2 separate regions of the Anas platyrhynchos genome follow, and region 2 is linked to region 1. A link is a contact called in public Hi-C data. All regions are on one chromosome and are shown on one strand. The core of a region is the stretch at or near the end of the contact, and the rest is flanking DNA. Distances in the headings are between cores, read along the strand shown.

What was found. Hi-C and Micro-C count contacts between places; a contact is called where the count stands out from the background.
Region 2: a contact with region 1 is called in a Hi-C map of small yellow follicle, with 4 times the contacts expected there. The contact joins the promoter of DOP1A here to the enhancer-like site in region 1. A contact is called at or near these places in 2 of 8 Hi-C or Micro-C datasets (F5 follicle and small yellow follicle).

Annotation. Positions count from the first base shown.
Region 1 is chr3:84,872,039-84,875,778 of IASCAAS_PekinDuck_T2T, forward strand. It overlaps DOP1A (DOP1 leucine zipper like protein A), which reads right to left. Exons shown (of 37, transcript XM_072036241.1): 19 at 1,804-3,740; 20 at 1,592-1,703; 21 at 427-609. Among named protein-coding and RNA genes, the nearest start is that of PGM3, 30 kb to the left of the region's middle. Within about 2 kb of position 2,008, at least 5 of the 8 cell types and tissues checked have an H3K27ac peak or open chromatin away from gene starts, as enhancers often do. A contact at or near this core is called in F5 follicle and small yellow follicle, where this site is marked.
Region 2 is chr3:84,913,585-84,917,324 of IASCAAS_PekinDuck_T2T, forward strand. It overlaps DOP1A (DOP1 leucine zipper like protein A), which reads right to left and starts at 2,033. Exons shown (of 37, transcript XM_072036241.1): 1 at 1,927-2,033.

The DNA of each region.
Region 1 (3,740 bases), core at 758-3,257:
TGTGATTGCAGGGCTATTTCCCCATGTATAAGGATATCACAGTATGGACACTGAATGAGTAACGGAACTAGTTCAAAAGTGTCTGAATACAAGGCGTTTTAAGAGGACAGCTCTCTTTTGTTATGATTCTACATGAGCATTTTACATATTTTGAGGCATAAAAGGGTGGCTTAAATGGTTCAAGTATTTTTCAGGATGGGTTTAATTTTCTTTGTAGAAAGCAAATGGGAGACTTGCTGTTAGCTGATACATTTAAGTTTAAAAGCAGAGTCAATACCCATTTTCTTGGGTCTTGTTTCTCAGGTGGGTGGGTAGATTAGGACAAATGTATTAAAAGTCAATTTACATTTAAGGGAATGTAATTGGATTTAGTTTGATGAAGGTATTTATGTACGATGTAAACAATATTATCCCTGACATTCTGACCTTTGTTGACCCAAGATTAATAGTGGTAATGGATGCAGCAGCGGCAGCAGTAGTTTTCTCTGAAGAGTCTGCAAGGTGAAGGATGCTCCACAGCAAAGTCACAGAAGACATGATCATATGCAGTATAGACAGGATCCCATTGCGTGCTTCAATCAAGTGTTTCTGATCTACATTAACCAAAAGCTAGAACATTTCAAGGGAAGAGGGGAAGAACAGCATTAAATATCTACACAAATAAAATTAGTAAAATAGTGTAAATTGAGACAATGTACATGGAAGCTTTAAACCAGGCCTCTTTTCCAAAACAGCTTTTCGGTAATTTTTACAGTACTTACAGGCTTTGAGTTTATCAAATAATAATTGATTAAAGAATCTTTTGACTCTCAGTCATTCAGAATGGAATGTGTTCTGAACATGTGGTACCTCATGACTACAGCAATCAATTTTGTATCATCTGCCTACACCTTTGCAAAATATAATTATTTCAGAATCTGAGGTTTAACAAATACATTAAGCAAAATTATTTACTTGCACAGACAATAAACAGTTCTCGGTTATTTTCAAATGAATGGAAGGCAAAGGGGAATAAGAACACAAATGGCAAAACCAAGGTAGACAGCAGAACAAAAGTTTTCATGTAAAATCTGGGCCAAATTCTTGAAAGATACTATGCTCTTAATATCAGATCTGAAAATATTGCTTGACTGAAGACAAATTGTGAATATACCGAAAAAGCAGAAAGAAAATATTTTGACATATTGCACGATGAACATAATCCAGCCAGAAAGTGCCAGATATGCATCAGTCTGCAAAGTTCCACAATGAAGTCGTAATGAAGTTCTAAAAAGTTACATTTTAGAGGTCCGAAAGTTAAGGAATTTTCCTTGAAACTACTTCGTTGTTTCAAGGAAATAATGATAACAACAGAAAAGTCTAATACTCTCTTAGAAGTATAATTAGTAGAAAATTATTGTTCCGTTTAATTGAGATGTATACACTATCCATGAAAAACACATTTACAACCAAGATTACTACATGGCTATTATTTTCCTCACTCAGACCTTCAATTTTGTGCAAGTACCTAATACAAGCACGTTTATACAATTACAGTCCTTAATTTGACATATACTGCACAGGAACTTCTCAGATGCCCAAGTAAATTTACCTGATGATATTGTGTAGATGGATCTAGCAGGCAGTAATGAATTATTGTTGTAATCCCTTCTAATAGAGTAAGAACCATATCTGGGGGAGTGACTGACGCCATCCAGAGAGGCCTAAAATAAAATATATTTTTAAATGAACTCATCCAGCAGCAAAGTAATTCAACACAATTAAATTTGCTTAAAAAGATTATACACCTCTAGATATACTTACCTATTATCAGATAATCCTGTTTCATATTTATATTGCTGAATTAAATTATCCAAGTTCCTGCAGAGCTGAAGAGTCACAGAAACAACCACCCTCTGAAGAACCTTTCCCATGTAAGGCAAAGTGGAAGTGATAAGGCCAATCCACTGAGGATGCATTTTACAGGCACAGTGTTGATGTAAAGCTCTTATCACCGCGCAGAGAAACATGCCTTGGCAGGTTATTGGCTGGGAGTGTAAATACTGAAGAGAAGTCATCGGCTGCTGGGGACCAATGTGCTCCAAGTCTGTTATGACAAAGTCGAAGCCTGTTTCATTTTCCTCAGGCACAGTCATTACTCTGTGTTCCAACACAATCAGCCGCTGAAGCACTTTTAAAAGCTGTGACTGTAGAGTACTGCCGTTGTCAAATTCATCTTCAGAGAAATTTATAAGGCTGTCTTCAGAGAAACCTTCTTCTACAGCCACTATGTTTTTTCCAGCCATCTTTTCACTGTGCCATTTCTGTGCGCTAAAGATAGAAGACAGCAGACAATGCAGGATCACTTTCTGAACCTTGCACTTGGATAACATGTCCGAAATAAAACTAGGAAAGCCTTTTGCAGAGCTTTCTATAACTTTGGCCAATTCAGCAAAGAGAAGTGTCAGAATTTCTATACTCATCATTTGCATATTACGGTTTCCTATCAGATCTTGTGAGGTTACTTTAACGTGAGTTGGATAGTGGCTCCGCATGTAATATAAACACAAGGAGATAAGAATTTCTATGTACATAGAACTCCGAAAGTTATGGTTAGAATCAACTGGGATGTGACTATAGAAATCCTTGCCCATAACAGATATCCGATGCCTGGCTAGGAGATTCTGGAGCAGTGAGAGCTGAGGAGTGTATGCATTGTTGACACTGGTAGTGGAGATAGCACTTACGAACGCTGAGGGATTTGTCTTCAGAATCGCTTTAATTGCAGAAAAAGCATACAATGTCCTTGAGGAGTCATACAGCTGGAGATACAGCAGTACATGTTGATACAAGGGATGGATATTGAAGTTGGGAGATTTCCGCATTCCTGGGGACCCCACATCACTCTCTATTTCTGAAATTTCTCCTTCTCCACAGCTGTACCAGTTTTCTAAATCAAGACCATCACTAAAGAAGACGTTTGTTTGTTTAAGCTTTTCTGTTTGCGCTTTCTTCTTCTCTTCATCTTTCTTTTTGGCTATTTTCACCTTAGGTTTTGCACCTGGTTGCTTACCAGCCTCTTTAACAATTGTTTCTTTTTCTGACGTTTTTTCTGGCAGTTTTCCTTTGAAGTTGAACTGAATGCTACTGTGGCTCCGCTTTCTGGACTTGGACTCTGTGGAAGCAAGAGTGAGATCTGACAGGGACTGCTGGCTTGCTGCAATACAGGGTGAGGAGTTATTTCTTGAAATTTCGTCTCTTAAGCTCTCAAGTCCAGTCTCAGTTGAGGCTGACAATAACTGGGAACTGTCATTACTAAGCAAACTACTTTGGCTACTTTGAATATTTTGATCTTCACTTTTAGTCATCTCGTCGGGGTTATCCAAAGGGCTGAAATTACATGAAGTATCCTCGGAGTGCAGACTGTGTTTAACTGGGTCGTTCTCTTCTCCAAGACTGCTTACAACTCTGCAGATAAGGTCAGTAATGACTTGTTGCACAATTTCATCAGGCGAGTCTTCTCTCAGAGTCTGAGAGCTATCTTGAGCACTCAGGCTTTCTGTTTCCACCTCATAGCTGATGTTGTCTCCAGTAGATGACTGAGAACAGCCAGAATCAGAACTCTGCAGTATTTCAACCTGATTGTCAGGAAGGTCAAAATCAGACACAACCATTGGAATGGTCTCGCTGCTGGTACTTAACAAGGAAAGCCGGTCACTCAGAGGGTTGACAGTCAGGCTGAAGTTCTCCATTTCATCCAT
Region 2 (3,740 bases), core at 783-3,282, 42 kb after region 1:
TAAATAATTTAAAACAAAAACTACAAAAATAACATTGCATTGACTAGCAAAATCGTCTCCTTAGTAGCTTTGGTGCTGTCTTTTCTCTTCTTGTTTCGGTCATTGGGGAAAAAATGCTTGATCCTGCACTGTTTCTCCCTGAGAGCTTGGGGAGAATGAGATGAAACATATTTCTTTTTGGTTTTATTTATCACTTAACTGATTATCAGCTACAAGTTCAGGCATCATGATTATTCATCCCAAAGACAACTTAAGTGCATACAAATAAGTTCTACTGCATAAAGTTCTATTTTTCCATTCCATGATTTAGCAGATGCAGTCTCTTTTTATCATCTCTTAGTTCTCTTTTCTGTCTCTATTTTTCCTCAGCCATTTCCAAAACATGTTATTCCCCCCCCCTGTTTTTTTTAAAACAACATTCATAAGCCTTCTTGGTCATCTTCTGCACTGGATATCAACACCGCTCCACAGACAAAACAAAACAAACCAAGCGAGAACAGTAATAATTATTTTTAGTCAGTCCTCCCCAAGCAATCATTCCCAGCTAGAGCACGAAGACACTAAAAATAAAGGTGGACAGGCAGTAACACTGGTCAGGCCAACAAAGCCAGTGATGAACACACAGAAGTGTCTTCCCCTTATTCAGATGGAGAATGATGGCAGAACACAATCCAAGCCCACTTGCACCAGACAGACTGCATTCTTCCCAGCTTAGCTTGCTGTGCATGTGATGAGTGTTTCCAGTGGTCAGTGTAGCATTCCAGTATTTTCACACAAGAGATGTGCTGCCGAAAAAAAAACACGGCCTTCCCTGTAAACATAACCATGCACTGGAATGCACAGCCACTGCCCTATTGGAAGATGCAGGACAACTTGTTTTTGCCAGATGCTGTTTAAGTACCTACTGTCACAGGTGCCAGCAACAAGCTGGGAACAGGAGACATTCAGTAAGTCAGAAGTGCAGTTCTCCTTCCCCATCTCTCCCTTCCAGGCTACTTAAATTTCCAAAAGTGCCTATTCTAATTTCAATTAAAACCAACCTGGGAATTATGTGGTTGACATCCTGCTTTTTTCCAAACCAGCGTTCAACCTTGTGATGTTCATCTTTTACGTTATAAGTGACTGCACATTTTGGATAATCACAACACTCAGACATCAAATCATTATCAGACGTGTGAAAAGACATTACTGTGCTGCATTCAGTCTCTTTGGTGGAAAGTTACGAATGTTTCAACCAAAAAAAATAAGCACATCTGACAGCCAGGCCAATGTAAGTATTTAGAAGGGATACAGCCAGACTGAGGCTTGGCAACAAAATGAAAAGATACCATATGCAACCTTATACTAAGCCCGGATTGCCTGCAAACATCCTGCACATCACTACTTCAAGAGATCCCCCTGCCAGCTCGCAGCCCTGCAGGATTCAGGCAGCATCACCCGGTTAATCCGAGGGCAGTAACGCACAGCTACTGCACCTGATACGCAGGCACACTTATTATTTATGATATATTAATTATCCAGCATGGAAATCCAAGGGCCACAAGTGGTGCCAGCCCCGGGATAACCTCAGCACACCCGCAGCGTGTTTTAGGGCATTCAGACCCGAGCCCTTCAGGCCTTGCTGCTTATCCCCAATACCCAGACACCCCCTTACGCCTCAGCGGCCACCCGGGCCCCGCCGCCCTCACACCTCAAGGTCACGGCGGGGCGGCTGCGGGCCCTCCCCCTGACGGGACACCGCCCCCTCGACAAACCCACCGCCGGAGGGGCTGTCACCGGGCTCCTCCGCACCTGCCGCCAGCCCCCAGGCCCGGCTGGACCCGCCTGGACCCCCGGGGGTGCCCCCGCTGCGCCCAGGAGGGGGGCGAGAAAATGGCGGCGGCGCCTCAGGGACGGGCCATGGGGGGGTGGGGGGGGTCGCGTTACCTGAGCGCCCCGCGCCGGAAGGGCCCCGCCGCCGCCGACCGCCCCGCGCCGCCCTGACAGCTCCCGGCATGCACCGCGCCGCGCCCCGCCCAGCACCGCCCCGCGTCAGGCAGGCGCGCGCCTGCGGGGTCGGTTTAACGGTCGCGCCCCCCCCCCACGGAGCGCCTCGGCCGTCCCCAAAATAAGGAGGGTGGCTGACAAAAAGGATGCGAACAGTGTGAAATCAGTCGAAATAAAAAAATCACGGGTCCTCCAGTCACGAGGGAAGGGGAAAAAATGAGAAATCAACAGTTGGTCAAATAAAATTGTATATATATATGGTATAGTGTTGAGTAGTTTTTGAACCTGTGGTACTCAGTGAGGAAACGTGAGGAATTAAAGTGTCAGGTAATAGAGAATATAAGGTTATCATAGGCTTGTGCTGGGTGCTCCAGCTTGCAAGACACCCACCATTAAAATTATAAATAAAAATGCTACTTTACTGAGACCCTCGCCTGAGCCTGTGTTGTTGGCTGCAGGTTGTTTCTCACAAATTGAATTACATGAGCAGCTTAATCAATCTTTCAGGCTTTGTCTGAAAACAAGTAAATATTGCTAAAGTACACCCTGGGGAAAATCTCGTACCATAGATCACCAGGTAGCAGGTTACAAATCCTATCAAGACGACAGTCTAACAAGGCAGGTTTTGTTCTCTAAGCTTGAGGTAATAAACAGGAGACAGGATTCCTTTTCTCATTACACTGTTAATTTAGGATTCCAAAATTACTAAATCCTACACTATTACGGATTCAATATTTCATAACTTCACGTTTGGAAAGCTGGCAGTTCCCACTGGTTTTGGTGAGACATTGAGTACCACTACAGGTGTCATATTTCCAACTAAAACAGTGTGTATTGACATGTTTTTCATTAAAATACCATACAAATGCATCTGAGACCTAATTCCTAACTAGGGCTTGGTGGTGCCTCTGCAGATGTTCAGAAGCGGTGGTCTTGCCAGAAGTGGCAGGACTTCCAGGAGGTAACGCCATACCTTCACACACCACCCTGAGGAGCAGTGAGGAGATCTCTGAGCTTACCTTTTGCTGAACTTTTACCATTGCCTGTTAAAACCTGGAGCTATCTTAAAAGTCCTGTGAAACTGTTGCATCAGCTTTCCATGCAGTAGCAATCCAAAGCCCAACAGAACATTGCACATCATCGGGAAGGATATGGAGAACGAGAAAGAGGGAAGTGTTTGGCATCCATATAGCCACTGCTCAGATTGATTCCTGTGTCAGTTCTTGTCTTCACAGATTGAGAAGCTGTATGGTAGTTAGGGACGGCACAGGAGGGAGGGAGCCACTGCCCTACAGGGGCAATGACAAAGTCTGGAACGGCTCAGGAAAGAAGGCTGGGGAAAGATTTCATCAAGATTTACAAAGTCATCATTATTCATATCGATGGCAAGAAGGAAATAGGCAGGGATGTGCCTTCCAGCACCCTTAATACAACAGCTACACTTAAGGAGCTCTTCCTAAATAGCATCTCCTTATTGCTGACACTGGAATCAAAATACTGGGCTAGGTGCACCCATGGTTTTAGACATTGATGTTCATTTCTGTATAATTATTTCACTGCAGAAACAGTGAGAAACCTACGGCAGATGATGTTGAATATATGAAGCTCACACCCTGCAGGAAATACCTGAGATTATTTATAGCTTTGTAGTCTTGTGTAAGCCTCTGTCAGAGCCAAAGTCTCTTTTACTAGGAGTCCCTTTTACCAGGAGTTGATTCTCGTGTCATGAGGTGAATTTTAGTGGTGTCTGACAT